2 separate regions of the Mus musculus genome follow, and region 2 is linked to region 1. The links are chromatin contacts, called in public Hi-C maps. All regions are on one chromosome and are shown on one strand. The core of a region is the stretch at or near the end of the contact, and the rest is flanking DNA. Distances in the headings are between cores, read along the strand shown. Region 1 has its middle 280 kb from the start of Gm51671. Region 2 overlaps Pbx1 (pre B cell leukemia homeobox 1).

Region 1 (7,152 bases), core at 1,609-4,108:
GAAGCCCCTGCCTCAGCGGGTGCGCACATCTAGATTCTTGGATGTTCATCAGGACCAGATTGAGTCTTTAGGGCTTCACCCATCACCAAGCAGAAGGATATTCATGCTTTCCTCATCACATATGGCACTGGAGATTAAGGCTTCCTGGTGAACATCTTAGCCTTTGGCAGTTGTGGAGAGCACACATCATTTGCTTAAGGCCAGTGGGTGGGTCCAGCTTAAATCCCCCAGTAAGCTTCCCTTTCCTATACAAGAAATGCCAGGCTTCCAAGCTATGTGGTTCTTGGCATGAAAGAGCTCCAGAAACCTTCCCCTCTCCGCAGCATGCCCCTGCAGTCAGTTACCCAGCCTCTTACTACGAGTGCAAACCTTCAAGGGGACTGAAGAGATGGCTCAGTGTGGTAAAGTACTTGCAGAGCAAGCAGGAGGCCTGGAACTCAGACCCCCAGACTCCACACGAACAACAGGCAGGTTTGGTGTCCTGCTTGTTTTCCTGTACTTCATAGGCAGAGATGCAGAGAAAGGCAAGCCAGGAGCAAGCTGAGTTGCTAAACTACCTGAAGTGTGATCCCTGAGTTCAGTGAGAGACTCTGCCTCCATTTATAGAGCAACTGAAAAAAAACACCCAACATCAAACTTCAGCCTTCTCACAAGCATGCACACTGCATACCTGCACACTCATTCAATTATGTATACGAGGGCATGCATATACACAGTTACATACCACACATTTGTGCGCCTGCACACACACACACAAACACACACACATCTCTGCTGAGACATCAATAGTAATACAAAAACATGGGCAGCTGCACTTAGGAGTTGTACTCAGAATCTCACAGGAGAATAAAGGCAAAGGCAACTTAAATTATGTTTTTAATATCTCCTGATGTTGTCCTACTATTTAGAAAAGATCCTAAATTTACATATTAATCACTTGAGGAAAAGGCAAATCTACCACCATTATCCCATTTCCCTATCAATCACAGAAATGCAACTCCATCTCCCATCGTTCCAGCACACTAGAACCCCCACTGCCTCTATCTTTCACTCTTCATCCCTACCTCCTTCCTGAAGTTGGACTGCTAAGCCCCTACTCTTACAAGAAGCCCAGATCCTGTTGGAGTAAACTTGATACAAAAAGAAAATAATTTAGCCCAGATTAGACTTGAACTCTCACTCTGCCTCTCCCTAGTTCTTGGATAGCCTTTAAATTTTTCCATTTCCTGTGTACTGTGTGTCAGGATACCCACAACTCAGAATAAGAGAAGGGAATGAGTGAGATCACATGTAAAAAGACTGGTACAATAGCTGATGTACTAATATTGCTCTGTAGCTTTTCACTTCCAAATCCAAATCTTATAGCCTGTTTTTTGGTTTTTGTTTTTGTTTTTTCCTTTTTCTTTAACAATGAAGATGAGCCCTTTAAACACTTCTCTACGGCCAGCAAACACAATGTTTTGTCAGTAGAGGATGCTAGAAGAACACAGTTAGAGGGTGGGATTTTTCCCCTTGGTTCCTTTGTGCTCTCTGGCAGTCTCTTTACCATACACAGCTCCCGGAAAGTGCTCAGCTCCTGCTGTGCAAATGTCTTTCCTAGGGCAAGGTTACTGCGGGGTGTACAATCACCCTAGCACCCAGTTTCCAAAGAGTGCATGACCTCCACAGTGCTGCAAGCCTACAGCATAAACAGCTTCTCCAATGCCCACCTCCCGCAGCAGGGAGAAGTTATCCTGAGCCTAACTCCTGCAGTGAACAGATTCTCCAATGTCCTACTTCTGCAGTAGACTCGATGCCTAGCAGACTACGTTAGCACCACCTCAAGTGTCTGCAATGGAGGACACTTCCCAGACATCTACCCATCATAAAGGACTCTGGCTGATCCTTTGTCAACTTGGCCTGATCCTTGACAGCTTCCCTCACTAACCTGCAGGCTGAGTTTCTAGCAAAGCCCCCCTTCTTGTCATCTCAGTGAATTCATTATTCAGGGAACCAAGGAGATCTCTTTGGCTTGGGGTTGAGGGGGGAGCTTTTCATGAGTACGTTATCAGTCTGAGTGGTAGTGCCTGCCACCTTTATCTGTAGCCTTATATCCCATCGAGCTCTCTTTACTTCTTAATAGGCAGTCCCTTGTTTCTTCAAGCCAATGATGTAATTTAAAAATTACGTTGTTTGTGTTTTATTTTGTTCTGTCTTGTGACATGGAGTCTTATGTAGTCTTCACACTGGTGGATCTGACATGTACTATTTAGACCTGACTGAGGCTCAATCTCACGGGCAAACTTCCCACTCTTCCCACTTCCTAAGTGCTGAATTATCAATTCCCCCTTTGAGAACATTTCCTTGTGGAATTATCGTGTGGTCTCTGTCTTCCACTTAGACTTCAAATAATATCGACACGCTGTCCCTGTCAGGTGAGTTCAAGACAGAGAGCTCAATCCAGAAAACCTCTTGTAATTCTGTCATCTAGTTCTAAGACTTAAACATCTCCATTTTAGAACATGTTAGGACAAAAAGTACTATGTATGCTTTATTAATACCGAGAGACATAACAATCATGAAGCCCTTGGCATGTGTTATAGATTCATATAAAAGCACGGCCAGACTCAGAGCCAGCAAGAGTCTTCAACTTCCATCTAATGGCATTTATTCCCCAATAGCGTCCCTGCTGACTTGCCTTCTAAAGCATTCTTTTCGGTTTCATTGAGTTTGTTCTTTTCTGGAATGTCCTTCAGTTTAGTTCCATGAGAAGCGACTGGATGAGATCAGAGATGAGATTGCTTATCTCTGGGAAACAAAATGTTCTTAGACCTCAGGAGAAGTCGGAGGCAGCAAGTCATCTGCGTTAGCTGCGGTTGCTAAAGAAACAGAACAACAGGAACCTTAAAGCCTGGACAACCAAGGCTGAAGTGCTAACTCTTCTAAGCTGGTAGTCATTTTAATTTCCTGTCAATGGGATGCTGTTGAGAAATGTGTCTTAAAATTAAGGACAGTCCCTTTCCCAATGAGTCACTGGTAATTGGTGCCTTTGAAAAGACTGAGCAGGACTTATGACTCCGGGTTTCTCTCTTAATTTGCATTTTTAATTAGATGAGATCTCAAAGGGTTTCTGAGCCTTTTTTCCTTTTGCCTCTTGCATTGCCTTTTTTGGGTTGTTGCTCCGCAATTAGAATTTGTAACAAATGAGTTGCCTGCATATAAATGTCAGCTCTGAGGTAAAATATTATTGTTGCTGAAGAACAGAGCGGGGGCTCTGACCATAGCTTTTGAAATGAAAGCACATTCTCTGAAGAGAGATTATCAGCGGGGCCAGAAGAATGAAGACTAAGGTTTAACAACAGTTGAAGCCTTTTGTAGGATGTTTCTCTATGGATGTTGGAATGATTCCCAATGCTAGCATACAACCCCACTTCAGAGAACTCCAAGTCCCTCTCCAGATCTGCACAGAGTGAGGAAGGGGACAAATTAGGGAACCCACAAGGAGGAGCTGGATCTGTCAATTTCACCATGACTTCTGGGCAAAGGGAGTGCTTTTGGTTGAGTCCAGCTTCCTTCCTTCCTTCCTTCCTTCCTTCCTTCCTTCCTTCCTTCCTTCCTTCCTTCCTTCCTTCCTCCCTCCCTCCCTCCCTCCCTCCCTCCCTCCCTCCCTCCCTTCCTTCCTTTCCCTTCATTTGTTCATTCTTTCTTTCTCTCTCTGTTTCTCTCTCTATGTCTCTCTCTTTTAACTCTCTCTCTCTCTCTCTCTCTCTCTCTCTCTCTCTCTCTCTCTGTGTGTGTGTGTGTGTGTGTGTTTTACAGGAGCTTGTGAGCTGCCTGGCATGGGTGATGGGAAAGAAACATGGGTCCTCTGCAAGAGAAATATATGTTCATAGGTTCTGAACCATTTCTTCAGTCCTTGAATCGTGTCCAAATGTTGGAAAACAGCAACAGGGTGGTATCTAACTAACCACAAATGGGTAAGCTGAAACAATCATTGTAGGGTTAGTTTTCCAACCCTCAACCCTGCTTATTTCCTCATGGTTTCAGAGCCCACCCTCTGCACTCTAAGCCTGGTGTGCATAACAGACATGGCTCATTGCTTCTGTGGTCACAGTATGCATGGACACAACTGCCCCAGCAAGAGCATGCTAAATGTGCAGTGGACACAAGCAAAGCAGGACAAGCATCTGCCATTCTAGGCACAGATCAGCTAAGCTATTTTCAAAGACGCCTAAAGAAGACAACTCTGTAAACTCCCATGACAACCCACTGAGCACACTGCCAGGAACCATTTCCTCGTTCTATGGTTAAGCCATGTTCCCTTGTTCTGTGCTCCGCTGAGAGAGAATGCAGCTGCTCCTCGTCCTGCTTAGGTGAGCCTTTTACAGACTTCAAGACGCTGTCTGCCTTCTGTCTCCTTGTGACAAAAAAGAAACAGAGCTGCCAACAAAGATAACAATAATAATTTTTACTTGGAGATGGAATTATTATCACTATGGTTACTCATAGGATCTTTTTTTTTTTTCCCAATGGGGAAGGGACATTTATTCAGTACTGTACTTCGAAGAAGAACAAAGTGCTACTAATTCCACCTTGCTTCAGATGCCTTGTTTACACAGAAACGTCAAACCAGGACTGGCCAAAATATGTCTCATTGCCATTTGGACTACGGTGGAGAATGTGATAAAAACCAGTCCTCCTCTCAATTTCTGGGCTTCAAATGTTGAATGTTTGAGCTAAACAGAATCACCATATTATTAAATCAGGGACTTTCAAGACAAATACAAGAGTGTGACTTAGAGGCTATAGTCATCACTAGGAGAAAAGGAATCTAAACTTGTGTGTGTGTGTGTGTGTGTGTTTCTAAGAAAATCCTTAGAGAGGTCACAGAACATTCAGGACTAGCTTATGTATGATTAGTTGTCTGTGTCTTGTGATTTAAAGAATGCCAGCCATGGCTGGCTTTCCAAAAACACAGCCTCTAATGGCTGGCCAAGGGCACGCCAGTCTCCCATCTTTCATTGCAATAGTGTAAGACAGAGAAATTCAAAATTAAAATAAAATGGTCTTCAGGGATAAATAAGGCATTTAGTCATTACCAGTTCTTAATTCTTGGACCTGAATTAGTTTGTTAATTAAAGCCAAAGGCAGGACATTGAAGAAGTAGACTTAGGGCCAAGGAGGCTGTCTACACAGAGCAGCTGGGGCAGAAGGAGGGCTGGAAGGGGGCTGATGGGACCTTGGCCTGCTGAATAGAAGTTTATGTCACAGGGTGGTAGACAGGGAGTGACATGGAAAAAAGCTGACCAATTTCTCAATTTTGCCTTAACCTTCTACTTCATAGTCTTATACTACACATTATCCAGCACTGGTGTTTCAGTAAATAAAGTTAAGTTCACTAAATGAATTTCAGTCCCAAATAATTGTTGTAGTTATATCCCCATTCACACATTCATTTGTGTCCTTTAAATGTGGATTTGGGATGATTCAAACAACAAGGGTGTGACACACCGCACACTATTCAAGACTTAAGAACACAGCATTAACAATAACTTGATAAAATTGCCATCCATCAGGAGAGCCCTAGAATTGGTGTTACAGTTCCCAGAGAGAACACAGAAATCAGAGAGGTAAAGAACCCTTTTACTTTGTCCCCATTACGTCTCTCCAAAGCCTGTGCAGCCCAGCACCCGGAGGAACTCCTGTTTTCCACACCATTTGGCTTCTCTGTGGACACCAGTACAGGGCTCGGTTGAGCTGTCTATCTGTAGACACATCGGCAAGCCTACTAACTTGCTGTCTCCAGCACCAATCAACACATGCAGGGTCTCTTGCTTCGGAGACCTGCCAGCTGACTGACAAAACATTCAAAACAATCATGGTAAGGAGACCAGGCTCTCTTCAAGTAAACAGAGATAAAGACCAAATATGTTAGGAAAACAAGAAGTGAGTGAAGCTGGGATGGTTAACAGAGACAAAAGCAGAACAAAGGAGACAAACTCTGAGGCAGAAAAACAAAGTGATTGAGCTGGAAAATTCAACAGAGAAAGTTTAACATCAGAAGAAGAAAGAAACATTGTGAAACTGACATAAATGAATATTCATTAAAAAACAGAACAGAATATTTATATGTGTGTGTGTATATATATATATAACACAAAATAAACATTTAAAATCTATTCAAGGAGCCAAATAGATAGTTTTCCAAAGAATAAACACAATGTAAGAATAAACAGACGCTTGTTAGGAGCACAACCTCACCAATCATAAAGAAGAATGTAGATCAATGCCATAAGGAAGTATCATGGGGTGCCTCTCAGTGTGTCTACTCCATAGAAGAACTGAGAGATGCTGGTGCAGATGCGGGAAAAGAGAACTATTGTATGCTGCTGCTGCTGCTGCTGCTGGGAATGTGAAGTGGCCATTGATGAAAACACTGTGGGATGCAGTACCTTTGTACCAGGTATGCATCTGAGGGCACAGAGGGCAAGACCTGGAAACATTTCTGAGCTCCGCCCCAGTCACTGCAGCAATATGTCACTGTGTCAATAGTTATAACCACCAAGCTCAGTCCACGGGGACGTGAGTGGAGAAAACTGTGATTCAATAGAAAAGGAAGGAGATGGTACCAGTCTCAACAGCAGATCTTAATCTGGAGCAGATCAAGCTGAGTGAAATAAGCCAGATAAGTCAGTACTCAAGATACCATTTATGATGACGATAAAAGTCTAGCAGAGAGTGAATTGGTGGGGCTGGACATGTGTATCTACTATTCATAGTCTGCTTTCCTTTCCTGTGTAAGCTAAATCTAGTTGACTTTTGTTAGTTACCACCAGAAAAATCACTAAAAGTATGTAGCAGTAGAAACCTGATCAATCCTTAGCCATGTGGCTCATTTTCATCCCAGGAGAAAGAGATACATTCTGAAATGTATCTGCTAAGGTTAGAGACTACTGCAGAGGACAGAGAAATAAGACAGCCTTAGCGAAATCAAAGCAGAATGCTTTCCACTCTCAAAGGAAGCCTGGAGGTGAGTGGGTCAAAGGCTGACGTGACAGCTCTTCGCAATTAAGAAACAAACCTTTCTATTGTTCCTTGCTATCCTTAGCTAAAAGGAAGGGCATAACACTGGCTCATGGACCATTCAATAGAATGGCTGAAGTTCCAGCCTGC
Region 2 (7,152 bases), core at 2,418-4,917, 320 kb after region 1:
TTCTCTCTCTCTCTCTCTCTCTCTCTCTCTCTCTCTCTCTCTCTCTCTCTCTCTTATTATTTTTATTTTGTAATTCATGAAAAAAACATGTGCTTCTTAAACCTTTACTGAAAAATCTCAGTGTGAGGCTGAGACGACTTTGGTCAGGTTTCCATCCTTTGCAGAGATTTCTAAATTGAGAACTTCGATGTCTGCAAAACATGATTCAGCTAACTAAACTTATTTTATTGGTACACTCCCAGGAATACCTTTCTCAGAGGAGATACACCCAACACGGCACTTAATCCTTGCAAGGTATTATTATGTAGCCTAATTTTTTCCTATCAAAACCAAAATAAAGATCGGAAGATGAGGTTCCCAACCACACATCAGAGGAGACAGATGAAGAGTGGAGAAGTCTTGGAGGCAGAGAAAAACCTCAGGAGGCACAGGAGATAATACATGAGGAGCCCAAGGACACTGACAGGAATGGTATGACTTCTGGCCTTGGCATTGCTGCTGCCCGACCTGTTCATACATGGTAGCAGCCCAAATTTGTAGGGCAGCCATTTAAAGGCTACTAGGAAACTCTCAGCAGCAGCTCTAAGGCCTGAATGGAAAGAGTCAAAAATTCTCTTTTTCATCCTTCCCCCCTGGGCTCTCATCTTTGGAGATTGCCATGGTGACCACCTAGAAGGCATCTTAGTAACCAATACCCATATCCTTTGCCTTTCCAGATGCCTGGCTCTTAAGCTCCAAGACTCTTTTAGGCATGTGGGGCCAAAGGTAGCCAAATTCCAAAGCCAACAGTGCTAGACATGCCCTCTCTCCCTCCCTCTCCTACTTCACCCCCTCCTCTGGTGACAGGCCACCTGTAATTGTCTCTTTGGTCTGACTTATTGGTGATGTGCATAATCCAATGCTGCTACTAACTGAGTCCTTGCCCAGAACACACACACACACACACACACACACTTTAGTGACTTTGGCCATGTCTAGTGACTGCTTCCCAGGGCCATCGCATCAATCCAATCAATGCTGGAACAGCTGGCTCTTAATAACACTGGATTAAACAAATCGATTACAGAAAGGTCAATTTGGTACCTAACATTTAGAATGTAGGGACCTGAGCATTTGGCATCTGTTGGGGACCAGTGCCATATAAGGTCAGGAATCTTACTCCGGAGTAGAATTCCTTACCTGAACAAAGGAAATATTGATCCTGAAAAAAAATAGTCATGGCTTTAATGTTCTTATATTTACTTGCATGAAGAAAACTGAATGAGGGGCAAAGATAGCACACACACTGTTTTAAAAATTCCTCGTGGTTGTGTGTGTATATAATACTGCATTCAACAAGACCAAGGTAAGAGGATCAAACTCCACGCATTTGTATTATAGTCAGAAAGGGGCCACCGGTTGGAAAGAACCGTGTCCACACATGTCCTTTGACCTCCTGAGAAGTGAAAACGGTTGAGACATCTCGGGAGATGCTCACAGTCCACCTGACATGTCATGCAAAGGAAGCCTGAGCCTCCAGTTGGCTCTGCCCCCTGGAAACCTGCTTGTCATTACCATGTGTGCTGTGAGAAGCCCAGCCGAATGCTGTAAAATGTGTGGAGCCCATGTTTTATGAGCTGCCTCCACAGTTCAGAGGGTGAAAACAGGCAGAGGGAAGCGGGATCGCAGACCCATCATCGGCCAGTTGGCAGACATCAAGATGCAGGCAGGAAGTCAGCCAATGCTACAAGTCACATGTCAACAGAAGTGAGGGAATGGGGTGGGGGCGGGGGTGAGCACAGGGGGAAGGAGTGAGAAAGAGAGATTGGGGGATGGACAGGACAACAGGACCACGTAGCAAGCAAAGGGAGGTATCTGTGGGCTGACCTGCTGCGGCCCGTGAACCCTGAGCACAGAAGGAATCACAGCCAGTTAGGGAAGAGCTGCCATCAGTGTCCTCATTTTAGACTCCTTGAGCCTCTGCCATAAAAGGAGGTGTGTCCTTGGTTAGGACATGTAATGCACTGTAAAATGAGAACGGTTGAACCACTGGTCCATAAAACAACAAAAGCAGCCCCACAGGGCTTTTACAAATTTACACACGCACACACACACACACACACACACACACACACACACACACACACAGACACACACAGAGAAGGGACGGGACCACACTTCTCAACAGGGAACACCTCAAGTCTAGGAATCAAATGCCCAGGTACTGCTAGGCATGGGCTGGACTGTGCTTGGCTTCAGATCGGTCATCCCACCAGACTGCCATCTCTTGAGTATATGGGAGTCTTCTAGTCAGATCCTACTTTATCAGCAAGACACCAAGGCCTGACAGATCCCCTAAAAATCACCTCTCTGGTTCCAAGTGCTTTAAGGGGTCTATCTTGTGGCAGGCTTAAATGGAGTGTGCTTTAGGGAAATCCTGCCTTTCACTCAAAATTGGTCAAGTCCTAAAGTGGGGTTTGAGTTCCGCATTTTCTTCCCTGCTTTCCCTAGAGATGGAGACGGGGAAGATATTTGCATTGTATCCACTAATTATGCATACTAGTTTATTTATTTAAACAAACAAACAAACAACAAGACCCATGCATAGCATGAGCTAGGTAACTAGCACTGTGCTGACAGCTGTGTCTCGTCCCTGCCCCCCCCGCCCCCGCCCCAGGGGAGAGTCAGAGCTCGCCTACACAGCGATCATAAAAACAGAGTGTGCACACCTTAGGACACAGACACACAGACCCTGCTCTGGGGATCCCAGGATGATCCTGGAGGGAGTTAAGCATAGCTTTACTGCAATCCTGACATTTGAGCAGGTGGCTGTGGAAGCTCACTAGGCTGCACCGAGCCACGGGAATGCACATGAAGCAAAGGACACTGTGCAAAGGCTAAGAGTCCACCAAGGGTGTGACCTGCTCCCAGAAGAAGGACAAGTTCAAAAGTGGTTGGGTTTTGGATTCAGTCCAGCCTGGTGTTTGAAATACATGTCTAAGAGATGGCCCTGATGGCGTGCCTACACATATGGTTATAAAACATTACACTTTGAAATGTGGAGCATAAGGCTTGAATGAGGGCCCCACCTACATCTTCTAGATGCTGAGAAACTAGCGCACAGGGTTCCTGTTGTTTGTTTTGCTTTGTTTTACCAATTTGCATTTCTTTAAGGTAGAAAGAAAAAAAATGCTTGAAATATTATCTATATATCTACATACACATGTATGCCAGGATATCTACATCGAAAGGTTTCTTTAAGGAAAGTCTCATGTGGTATTTCCTACATGCCAGGCACTGCTATAAACACACTGTGTTTATTAGATACATTTGATCTGCCCAGTAATCCAGTAAGGTAAAGTCTTTCTTGTTCCTCATACCTAACCCATCAGGCAGAGAAGTATCAAATAACTTGCCAGAGTTAATCAGCCAGTTAACATCGGGGTCAGGACTAGAAAATGAAGACTCTGTGGCCAGTGTTCCTCGCCACCACTCTCACCCACCTCCTCAGGAGACCCTGGTACCAAGGTCACTCCTGGAAGGGAGACCCTGACAGAGACGGAAGCGCCATGACCTTTCACCTTTCGCCTTTTCCACCCTCGGAGCAGGTGGTGGGAGTGGGTGGGCGGGCAGGGGGGTGCTCCTGGGGAATGCCATGCAGACATTCCTTATAGAACACTCTGTGCCTTTTGATTCCAAAGAAACAAATGGTAAGCTCAGAGACATGGAGCTGTGCTGAGTGCTTTTATAGTCACAGGTACTGAGCACAGAAAGGTAGAGGGGAGGCAGAAGGAGGAGACCACAGGCCAGGTCAGAAATGTGGTCCCTCAGACCCACCACAGGGTAACCTCCCCAGGGACCCCTTTCATTCCCAGTTCAGTTCAACTCCTAAAGCCACTGAGGCTGGAAATTAGGATCTCAGCAAGACAGCACAGTCCAGGGCAGCTCCCAAGGCTGCATTTGCAAACAGTAGGTGGCTGGGAGCCTTAAGAGCCAAGAAGGAAAACACCTCACCCTTCACCCACACTAGAGAGATCAAGACCCCACCTACTCCCACCCCCACTCCTCGTTCCCACCGGCTTGAACTAGGAGCCCACATATTAATTATACCATGCCATGGTTCATTTCAGCAAAAACCAACTATCATCCTCCTGACCTGGGGGGTTAAAAATTCCCTCATTGAGACGCTGAAAAAAGTAACATGACATCATGTTGCCTGTGTCAGGTTTATAAATGGGCCAGGGGGAGGCAGGGGTGTAACCTGACACTATCAAAACACCGGCCCTGCTGCAAGAAAGAAGGCCATTGTTGGAGGCTGTCAGCTCTCTTCTAGCTGGAGGTAAAGTGAGATTCAAGAAACATTAGCAGGAGGCCAGGCGCTGTGCAGGCCCCTGACTCCCTGGTCGGCTAAGGAATCAGGCAGGCCCAGGTCCCCACTTCCTGTGGGGTATGTCACCCCAGGTTTTATTCTCCTAAGTAATTTTTATTCTGTGCCTCAAAGTAAAGGAATGTTTAACCCAAAAACAAGAAAGTCCAGGGGCATTTTTTTTTTTAATTTCTGGAGCAAGACTATTTTCCTAAGCAGACAACCAGAGAGGGAACGAAGAGGGTTATAAGCACACAGGGTTGAGATTTCTATATGAAAGACAGAAATGGAAGCCTGTTGCAAAGCTAGACAGACAGACCACCTCAGAAAGGGTCAAGTGGACCTCTTACCCACAACAATATTCCAAAGAAACAAAATTTTGAAAACTTAAAGACACGAAGTTTCCAAGTGACGGGCTGGGGCTATGATCAGGACCCAAGTGATAAAATGTGGTGTGTATTACAGAGTCAGGAGGGACAGACATGGACTGGCCAAAGGACAAAGAGTTGTTACAAATAATAATTTAAAAAAAAAATTGAACACACAAAAGGAGACGGGAAAGGATTTATGATGAGCGAAAGTTCAGAAAACAAAAAGCTAGACAATAGAAGCTAGCCTGACTGGAGATACAATTCATTGTCCTGGATACACATTTAATCTGAAGTTTCTCTTTTCTTTCTTCCCCATCTCTCAGCTCAAGCTTGAAGGAAAGAAGAGCATACAAACAGACCCTCCAGGGCCAAATGTGTACAGATACTTGTGGCCTGGGAGCCAGGCGGGTATGGTCCGCCAGCTAGTCTTGCTCAGGGGAGAGACCATTTTTGTGATCCTCAGGGCAGGCCTTGACTAAGGTCACAGGGGCTCAGCATGTCAGCTGGTTGTGGGTAGCTCTCCTGGTATTCAGCTTGCTTGTTTCCACCCAAGTATAACCCTAGCATCAGTCTGTCTACAAGGACCTTAACCTCTCAAAACAGCTCTCTCCACCCACCCCTCATGCCTCCTGGGCTTAATTCACCAAGCAATTAACAGAGCAGCCACACAGACCACTGGGTTCCTAGTTAACTGCAGCTTTTATGTTAACCCTACCACATCTTCTTTGGAACAAAACAGGGACCCCCTCAACTAAAGGATAGTGGCGCCCCATGGCCCAAGAGTACCAGTCTTCAAAAGGCTTTCCCACAGAGCCCTGGAACCAGCCCCTCCATGCTTCAAAGAAGACAAGGGAGCCCCCCCTCCCCCCAGACCACCCTCCAAGCTCAGAGCTTGCTTGTCCCTCACAATCCAGTCCCCTGAGTCTTTTTCTCTGTGGCTGGGAGCTTTCTTGGCGCCAGAGTGTGCTCATTAGAGAGGAGCAGGAAGGCAAGCAGAAGAGGAGGCAGCCACAGCCTTAATACCAAATCTCACAGACAAAGGGAGCTGTCCAGGGGAGCAAGGCTGGACCCTTGAACTTGGATCCAGGAATTTGTGCCAAGCCTCTGGTTCAAAGAGTTTCAGGAGTGGAAAGTGTCCGGTGGCTCTACCACCAGATTAGAAAGAAGCCTTTGCCCTGACCAACCATGAGCTGTCTTTCTCTGCTCTAAATGCTCAAAGGCCGGCTGATGTCTTTCCTTCCTTCTCCTTCACAGGATCTTCCAGCTGCTCACGATGTTTCCCTGAACAAACTGAGTGTCCAATGTGTGTCAGACACTGCGTTAGCTGTTAGGGTGTACCAAAACCAAATAGGGAGAGTCTCTGTGGCTTCCTTTTCCTGCCTGGCCCCAAACGCTCGCCAAGCCCAGTGAAGAGGCCATGGAGGGTCTCACGAAATCCACAAGATTCTCACTGATGTAACCAAAGAGCAGTCCCCAGACATTTGGACCTCAGGGAATCCAGGGCGCTGGAGGTGCGCGTGCGCAAGTGTGTGTGTGTGCGAGTGCGTGCGTGCATAGGTGCATGTATGTAAGCACTGAGAGAAATAATGTGTGGTAGAGGATGGCAAGACTCCAATGAGAGGGGAGAGGAGGCTGGCAGGACTTGTAAATAGTACTTTCAGAATTTGCATACCTAGAGTGGCTATTGGACAAACTGTCTGCAACCTATTCCCTAGGTGTTTGTGCCTATGGCTAATAGGAAGACAGACACTGATGCAATAGATAAACAAACAAACAAACAAACAAACAAACAAACAAAGAAGAGTAAGAAATATCTCCTAACTTTCTGGAGCATGGTAAATGGCAGGGAGTAGCCTTCACACTCTGAAAGATTGAATTTTTTTTTCTCCTCTCTCAGAGGGTCAAGAAGCAAAAGCCAACGGTAAGAGATGCCTGGTGACCAGTCTGACACCTTGGGCCCTAAATTTATTTTCTCATTAATAAATGCGGTGGGGGCAGGGTGTTGTTGGAAGCAATGTCTGTCTGCTTTATATCAACTCTTTTCTCCTCTTTTTTGGGGGGTGGGGGTGGGGATTTTTTCCCCCTGCTCTAGACAGTGGCTGTCCGCGAGGAGACCAAGAGCAGATGTTTCATATTTCAGGAAAGAGCACTCTCCCCTAATTCCTGAAAGATTCCTGAAATTCCTATACTTAACAAAAATTAGCTACAGAGAAAAAAAAATAATTGTGAATTAGGAGCCTACAGTGCCTCTGGGAGCCGATGGCTTCTGTCATCCCCCCCCCCAAGCTTTCGCCGCCGAGGCAGATCTCTCTGCCTGCCGCCCAGTGGGCTCCATGGAAAAAAAACCCAGTGTAGGCAGGCAGCTCTTGCAGCTACCGGGGAGTTTCACCATATTTCATAACGGAGATGCCAACCCTGAGCCATAGTTTCCAAGAG

What was found. A called contact is a pair of places that touch in the nucleus more often than the background predicts.
Region 2: a Hi-C map of uterus shows a contact between it and region 1, with 2.2 times the contacts expected there. The contact joins two enhancer-like sites. A contact is called at or near these places in 1 of 484 Hi-C or Micro-C datasets (uterus) and 1 of 115 datasets of contacts at active chromatin or transcription factors (embryonic stem cells).

Annotation. Positions count from the first base shown.
Region 1 is chr1:168,064,188-168,071,339 of GRCm38.p6, forward strand. No RefSeq gene overlaps it. Among named protein-coding and RNA genes, the nearest start is that of Gm51671, 280 kb to the right of the region's middle. Within about 2 kb of position 2,859, at least 16 of the 459 cell types and tissues checked have an H3K27ac peak or open chromatin away from gene starts, as enhancers often do. A contact at or near this core is called in uterus, where this site is marked.
Region 2 is chr1:168,378,739-168,385,890 of GRCm38.p6, forward strand. All of the region lies in intron 2 of Pbx1 (pre B cell leukemia homeobox 1), which reads right to left. It overlaps Gm51671 (a long non-coding RNA gene), which reads left to right. Exons shown (of 2, transcript XR_003948152.1): 2 at 1-7,152. Among named protein-coding and RNA genes, the nearest start is that of Gm51671, 36 kb to the left of the region's middle. Within about 2 kb of position 3,668, at least 103 of the 459 cell types and tissues checked have an H3K27ac peak or open chromatin away from gene starts, as enhancers often do. A contact at or near this core is called in uterus, where this site is marked.